Linked DNA regions of Anas platyrhynchos: region 1 is linked to region 2. The links are chromatin contacts, called in public Hi-C maps. All regions are on one chromosome and are shown on one strand. The core of a region is the stretch at or near the end of the contact, and the rest is flanking DNA. Distances in the headings are between cores, read along the strand shown. Region 1 has its middle 30 kb from the start of GYPC. Region 2 has its middle 43 kb from the start of GYPC.

Evidence for each region. A called contact is a pair of places that touch in the nucleus more often than the background predicts.
Region 1: a contact with region 2 is called in a Hi-C map of liver, with 1.7 times the contacts expected there. The contact joins two enhancer-like sites. A contact is called at or near these places in 2 of 8 Hi-C or Micro-C datasets (liver and subcutaneous adipose tissue).

Annotation. Positions count from the first base shown.
Region 1 is chr7:12,319,445-12,323,706 of IASCAAS_PekinDuck_T2T, forward strand. No RefSeq gene overlaps it. Among named protein-coding and RNA genes, the nearest start is that of GYPC, 30 kb to the left of the region's middle. Within about 2 kb of position 2,612, at least 3 of the 8 cell types and tissues checked have an H3K27ac peak or open chromatin away from gene starts, as enhancers often do.
Region 2 is chr7:12,246,662-12,250,657 of IASCAAS_PekinDuck_T2T, forward strand. No RefSeq gene overlaps it. Among named protein-coding and RNA genes, the nearest start is that of GYPC, 43 kb to the right of the region's middle. Within about 2 kb of position 1,435, at least 2 of the 8 cell types and tissues checked have an H3K27ac peak or open chromatin away from gene starts, as enhancers often do.

The DNA of each region.
Region 1 (4,262 bases), core at 1,362-3,861, 74 kb after region 2:
CTGAAAGGAAACTCTTTCACAGCATAGACCTACACACAGAGAGACATAGATACTCTTTCCTCTTTCCTTACACCCATTTATTTTATTCAGAAGCAGAGAAATATTTGGCTGAAAAGAAACTGTTTTCAATTATTTCTTTTTATAACAAGGGGTCTTTAACATCCACTAAGCCAGGTCAGTCCCACTGAACAACACCCTGTTCTGTTTAAAAAAAAAGAACTCCTGTATTCTCAGTAAATACAGAAGGATTGCATCTGAAAAAGTTACATGCCTGTAGAAGGACCCATTGTGTAGTATGACCTTTGCTATGACATAGACCTTTGAAATGCCTGGAATTAAGTCCTTTTAAGATGCTGAGAACAACAACATCCCTTGAATTTAGAAAGCCTAGTTACTAGAAATCTTCAGTCATTAGTAGAGCATTGCAAGGGTCAGTTACTCTCAAGAGGACCTCTACTTTACCAAATAAAGCACGCTATATTTCTTAGATTCTGTTCCCTTTACTGTTACTGAAATACATATCACAGTATCCGGAACTCATACCAGTGTCTACAGAACAGCGCGCGCGTGTGTGTATATATATATATATTAATTTGACATTTAGACTTGTTTGATTTCACTGGGTTGGAGAATTAGTGTCATATGAAAGATGTCTCTGTGAAAGATGTCTCTGATGGAGCAGTACTGGAAATGGTCATATTTTGGGATAGTTCTTGAAAGTCTTGAACAGAAGTTATAATTGATGACATTTTCTTTTTGTCTCTTGTTCTTTCTAAACTTAACAACTATTCTCCTTCAACACTATTACCAAGGAATTCTGCACATGCAAAAAATTTGAGTCCAAAACTTAAGAAGAACTTGTAAGTGATAATCTGGGAAGTAGGCATTCCGGAATAGGCTTAGAAAATCCCCTAAAATATCTGCAGGTTCAGTGGGAAAAAAGTATCATATATCCTTGCATTGTTTTTATTCTTTCTGAGGTGTTCACTTGAGCTCACTAATGGATTCTAGCTAGGGTTACATAGGGGTGAATCAATATGACTGTTCTTATGTCCTTTCTACAGTGACTGCTCATTAGAGTGATGAAGAATTTCTCCTAAGATTTTTTTTTTTCTTTTTTTTTCCTTCTGGAGGATATGCTACTGTTGTGATTCAGTAGGGCCCCTATTTTCTTCTGATCTCAATTGCTGTATCTAATACCAGAAGAATGCAGGGATCTTCATATCAGCACATCTTGTTATTAGGTTAGATTTGTACTCCTATTCACTACTCAGAACTTAGGGTAGATGTTTTTTGCTGTGGTGCTCCTAGTAAAGAGACTGATAGCTCCATCTTTATCTCTATACACCTTGTATTAACAGTGAATAAATGTTGGTAAAGTGTGTTAGTCTAGTCTGTTGGATCTAAAGTGTTAGACCTTCTGCATTCATATGTGGTTTTAGCAACTGCCAAATCTTACATTATAGTAAACTTGTATGAAAATGGGACTGGGGATGCAGTGATATAACACGTTTGCTGAATTACCTAAACTGAAAACACTTGCCAAAAGCCATGCCATAATCAGAATAAAATTCCTGAACAGCTACTAAAATACCACCCATGAAGATAATTTCATTTTCATTTCCAATAGGACTGTAGCACAGGCAATCCATTCAGCTTGCTTTCTTGTACGATTTGTTACCATTACCTTCAGTGCTGTCTTGGCATACAAAGTTATTAGAAAGACAGTGAAAGGACAGATGGGTAGTTAAAAATGCATTGATGCAAGAGCTGGTAGAAGAAGGTTGCCTGGCTATTTGGGTAGCTGGTGCTCAAATATGTACATATCATTATGTGCAGCGTATAAGTAGGTTATGTATCTTTATCAGTATTAAAACATTGATATTTTCTTAGATCAGTTATTGAGAAGCTCTTCTTTCTTATACCAAGTGAGTGACTGACAAAACTGACTATCACAAAGAAAAAGTACATTAGGCTTTGGGAGGAGTTTAATTTGTTTTTATTTTTGTTCAATTGTTTAGTTTGCTTTTGTTTTTAAGAAATTCCTCTCAGCATATAAGTCAGTTACACAGTTGATCTCACAATGCAAATTATATCGATAATTCTACCCTCTAGAAAACAGTCTACTTATAGCCAGTACTGAAGTAATATGTTAAGCATTATATTATCAAAGAGGGACATTCTATTTTCAACAGATGTTTGCCAAATTCCTGCATTAAATTACTCACTGGATCTCTACAGTGTTAAGAACCAGGTAGTGGTTGGTATAGTTGTGCCATGGTGATTCTGTAGTAATGCAGTTCTAATTATTATTGCTTTTACAGGAACACAGACATACAACTGGAAAATACATTGTCTGAACTCAGTCTATGCTGCTATAGGGAGCAATATCATATGATTACTTCAATAAATTTATTAGAATCTGTCTTAGAACTTTACTCACTGATACTCTTGGAAGCCAGTTCTACAGTGTTACTAACCAAGTGGGTAGGAAATGTCTACTCATTTACAAGTTTAATTTATTCAAAGCAAGCTTATGTCAATGTATTAATGGTTCCAAATTATCATTTAATTTCTAATAGCTCCTTTAGCTCTTCTTTCTCCTCAGAGGTTTATTTTCTTCCTGTGATGTACTTATAGGGATCAGTTCTATAATCTCCCAGATTGTCTTAGAACAAAAAGGACAAACTCTTTTATATACATGTGATAAGATAAGCTCTCCAAGCAGCCTATCAGTGTTTTCCATAACTGCTCAGTTTTATTTTATCTTACTCGAATATGTGTGGCCAGAACAGCAGACTGTCTTCCAGACAAACTCCCTATACCACACTGCTAATATTTCCACAACAGAAATAGTTTACATCTGAGGTTTTGGTGTAGTTCAAAGTCTTGTCCACCACACATAAGTCTGCCTTATTTTCTGTCATTTCTAGTTTCTGAGCTCAGGGGCTATAGATTGCTAGTAGCCTTTAGGAATGTGAATTTCCATTTTTTCTGCATAAGGAAAATTTCCTGACAGAACTCCATTTTAGCTGATGACAATAGATTATGGGGGCAAGTATTAGAGGAATTCTCTCTTTCAACATTTAATATTAAGCTTGAAAGGCATGACCCACTGTCAAAGTACACTGGAATCTTACAGTGTTAGTAGGATGGACTTGGTGGCCTAGCAAATCAAAATTTCTACATTTTGTGGCTGTCTAGCCTAAGGGAAGAAAAAAAAAAAAAGGGAGAATTTGTGATTGCAACCAAAATAAATGTCTGCAGCCTCTGCAATGCTAAACATCAATCGATATCAATATAACTATCAGACAAAATAATGTTCCACTGTCTTGTTATCCTGTCAGGATAATCCATGCAAATAGTCTTTATGCATAACTGTCTTATTCAGATACTTGGATGTAATCCATCAAACACTTCTCATCCATTAAATATAATTATATGCTTTGTTGGAATAACCAGATGTTTAGTGCTGAGCTGAGCAGATGTCTGTGCTTCATACCGGAAGGTTATAAACCTATTTACACCAGCAATAAACTACAAGTATTAAAATGATGGAGGAAGTGAGTATTTCTCACTTCATTTTGGGAAATTGCCAGTAATTCATTCTCTTTGTATCAGCCTAAAAAAGATTTGAAGTTTGCTACAGGGTAAATTTGACATAGGAGGTTGTAAAACTTGGCTGAACTTTTGTAGTAAGTGTATTGATGACCACTTTGGATTCCTTTAATAGACTTAATTTATCTTGAAGTGAGTTTGTTTTCAAAGAATTCTGGCCAGATTTTGGACAGGGATAAAGAAAAAGAACACTATTAGAATGGTTTGTTCTTATTCCATGAAGGTCTTTCAGGTGGGGAATGCAATCCATGTTCTCCAAATGGTCTTCTGAAGTGTCAGTCTGTTTATTCAAACCTTTTCCCTTTGTTCAATGCACCTCATGCTCCTCTTGTCTCAAATCTGAGTTCCAGATTCAAAGCTTTCAAAGAATAATCAGCAGAAACATCCAACACGCATTTATTTTGAGGGGGGGAAAAAAAAAGTTGATAGCATAGAATTCTTTGTTTTTCACCCAAAGAATATATCTTTCCCCATTCATCTGAACCTTTCACTGGTTTATCTGTAAGGAGAACTCTCCTAAAAACATGGATGTTGGTGTTTTTCTAAGATTGTAACTGGCTCTTCAGGACTAATTTGCCACAGGAATGTATCTGCTATGTTATGCCTGCAGTCCAGTAAAGCATTTAAACATCTATGCACATAAA
Region 2 (3,996 bases), core at 185-2,684:
GTATATTATATATATAATTTATAATGTGTAATATATATATATAATCATCTTCTGTTCTGGTCTTGGTTATTACATTAAGCTGCTGCTGGCTGCAGAAAATGTGTGCAAAGTTGTGCTTCTTTAAGACAGACTATCCAGCTTGTGCAAAAGGTGATAATTAGTTAAAAGATCATTCTTTAGTCCTTTAAGGCATTATAATGCTTATAGAACTTCCAAATTTTTGCTCTCAATATGAATATTCCTGTGAGTTAACTAATTTTCGACAGGCCCGTAACAGTAAAACATTGTCAATAAATATTCCCTTTCAAATGAGCAGAAAACTTGTTTAATGCACCTTCCATCTTTGAAAGCATTTTATCCTTCATGAACCTTGAAGTGCTACAGCAATTCTGGAACTGCCTGTATACAGAAGCTTGCCTGTCACATGTAAAACTCAGATTTCATATATCAAGGGCTTGTGTGAAAATTGCTTTGAGTGTTAATTGCCCAAATGATTCAGTTTTATAAGAGCCTCTCTTATGTACTCAAGTATGTCTCATAGCGAGCTGAGTGCCAAGCTCCAATAGAGAGCCAGCTGTGCTTTGCTCCCAGATGTTTGAAGAAGATAATTCTTGCCTATCATTTCATCTCCCTTCCCAAAATCCTGAGAAATTTGTTTAATGAAGTCATTAATGTACAATAGTAAATTTATTCCTTTTATTTCTGTTAAAAAATATTCTTCCTAGGATGTATGCAAGTTTGCCTTGGCTCAAAATTACAGTAGCACATTGTCAGATTAACTGTGCTGAGGAGATAAAACAAAAGGCATCAGTTCTGCAAAATTAGGACTCTGACAGTATCATTTAGAAAGGATCAGATCCCTCTGTTTTCAGAGATGTTGTTTGTTGTGTTTGAGGTCATTGTAATTCTCCTATTCACCTATTGCAAAACAAATTGCTGTTGGAAATTTAACAAAAAACATACTTGGTCTGAAGTCACAGATTTAAGCTTTTCCAGAACTATTCTTTATCCAGATCTCAAGTTTCAACACATTTGTGTATCAGATCCTTGACAAATTTACATTACTCAGTTTTCTTTTAAGTCAAAGTAGCAACACTGCAGTCAAGAGATGTGTGTTAATTTACACCAGCTGCTTGTGGGCTGAGCTGAAGCCCTGGGTCCAAACAACAAGAAAACAGCCTTTTGCAGGGAGACCCTGTTTAGGCTTTGCCTATCAGTTCACAGGTACAGAGAATTTCAAGAAGAGGTTTTCTGTGCTATACAGTGATAAAATATTTGTAAAATCCACAGCTTGATTTTCATAATGAGTGACCACCATGAATTCCTGCTACTGTCTGACTCAGCTGTTAGAAGAGATTTCTCTCAGACTATGTTGTCTGAGAGAAACCTCAAATAGGTACTGGGTTAATTCACCCAGTCTGTGACCAGGCTGCTAGACTTTGTGGCCAGGCTGCTCTTGAACCACAGGTATGTAGATGTATTTATATTGCACAGGTCTAGGATAGATGGACTCACTGTTGACGGTTCTAAGGGTATCAAGGGAGAGCTCATCTGCCTTCCCAGGTCCATGTGTTTTTGTTTTCACCCACCAAAACAGCATTTCTAGCATAAAGGGTGTTCTGGTCTTCAGTATCTGACCATGCTGCTGGTGCATGTTAAGCTCAGCGTCTGTAGTCCTTCAGCCGTTGTTAAAGCTATTGCAAGGTCCATTTTCCCTGGTTCAGCCAGAGGTGATAAGACCCTCTGGAAAGTATTTTGTCTGTAGTGGATGGCTTTTGCAAGATTGCTGCAGATGATACAAGAGATTATTGAGGTTGCACATGGATCTGAGAGATGTGAAACAGCAGAGCTGCTTGTGGTAACTGTGGGATAGAACAGGTGGTCTGAAAAAAAGCCACAGCCACAGAAAGCTGTGCAAGTCTGGGGTGGCCAGAGCAAGTCTAGATACTTCTCTTCTCTGAAGCCAAATGAGGCATTTGCTTGTGTCCTTATCAAATAATACACCCAAAATCGCGATGTGCACCTTGGGATACAAATCATTCCCTGATCTTGTTCCTACTGGGGATAATGGGAACACTCTCTATGTAGGCTTAGCAAAAGACCTTAAGAAATAGATTTGGACCAGTATCTTGCCCTGCTAGTTATAATGTGAGATTCTGTGGTTTGTAAGTTTGCTTTGGTGAGGTGTTGTGCTGCCAGGACATGTTGCTCAGAGTAAATGTGAGATGTATTGCTGTTTCGCTCACCATCTGTAAGAACCTAGAAAATACAGACAGTAACATATGGAGATCTTTTTATTCATGCCTCCTTCCGCCCCTTCCCCCCCCCCCCCTCCCCCCTTTTTAGTTGTTGTTGTTTTATGATTTTTGAGGTTTGTTTGTTTGTTTGTTTTTTTGTACTTGCATTCAGGTTTTGCCTGTGGAAATAGTGCTTGGATTAGGCTAGTTTAGCAGCCACAACAGCTACTGACAATTAAGCAAGGTGATGAGTGTGGTGGCCTCCTCCAGCTGCTCTGGCCCAGGACCCCTTCTGTTTGGCTCCTGGGGCCCAGCCCCATGCCAGGAGATCTGGGGTCTCTGCCCAGGCTGGGGGATGTAGCTGCTACTTTTCCCTTGCAAATGTAACTGATAGCAAAGATGAACACATATCCCAGAGACACACAGACACCGAGAGGACACTGATATGAACGGTCACACAGGCCCTCCAAGCCTTCAATGGCGCCTAAACACCGGACTCCCATACAACATGGTCACAGACATCCAAGTCTCCTTTGTCCTTCCCAGCTGATAGAGAAAAAAGTTCACTAGTGAAGGTTCACAGCACTCTTTAGGTTCACAAGCACACACACACACACATCCATGGATCCTTTAGCCCCAGCACAGCCCCTCTGTCCATCTAGCAGCCTTGCCTGGATTCTAGGCCCCTAACCTGATTTTACCTCATCCATGGGTTGCCTACTTTCTGACTAGTCCAGCTTGAAATTTGCTGCAAATACACACACTCATCCCTCAGGCACACCACATTTGCAAATCCTGCTGAGAGTACCAATATAGACACCCCTGTATACCTGATGCCCCAGCCCAGGCAAGTAGCCAAGATTCTGCTACTTGCCAGCAGGTCCTGCTTGAATTTTGCTTGCGAATACACACAAACAACCCACACATGGTAGTCTGGGGAAGATGCAGACACTTCCCCCCCCTGCAGCAGCCAGCACGAGGCACACAGGCTCTGCTTTCCACACCAGGCTCCATGGCTCTGCTCCAGCTGCCATCACAGAGCCCACACCTGCCTCACTCATGCCAGTCTTCTCCCAGTAGCTGGCTTGTGGACACATAGTGCTCCAGCCTCGTGTCTAGGAGAGGAGTAGTTCCCTCCTCATGAGGGGAGTAGAAGACCCTCCCACACGCTCCAGTAGCTGATGTTAGGACCCTACTTGCTCCAGTAGCTGGCACCACAGTCTGTGTCCCTACACTCCTGGCCTGACTTCAGGAACTGGGACCCAGTTAACTCACACAGGTCTCCAGTAGCTAGCACTCTGGGCTCAAAGTCTGTAGACCACTCCCTAAATCAGGAAAGGACCATCCAACTTCTGATGCTAGGATCTTTACTCACTCCAGTAACTGGCACCACAGTCCACAGGGCCTACAGCCCTGGCCTGACTTCATTATTTGGCACCTGTTCACTCAGTGCACGTCCCCAGTAGTTGGTTTTCTGAACACAAAGTCTGTAGAACTCTTTCAGATCCAGAGAGTTGTGGACCCTCCAGCTGCTGACCTTAGGACCCTCACTTGCTACAGTAGCTGGCACCACAGCCTGCAGGCCTACATCCTCGGCCTGACTCCAGTAGCTGGCATGAATTCCACTCACATCCACACACAGCTCTTGCCAGTAGCTGGCACATAGTCCTTTCAGCATGCATACACACAGGAAAGATAGTGCTAAAATGCAGAGATAGATAGTTAAGAAAAGATTTAATGAGTAAATATGAGATGACAG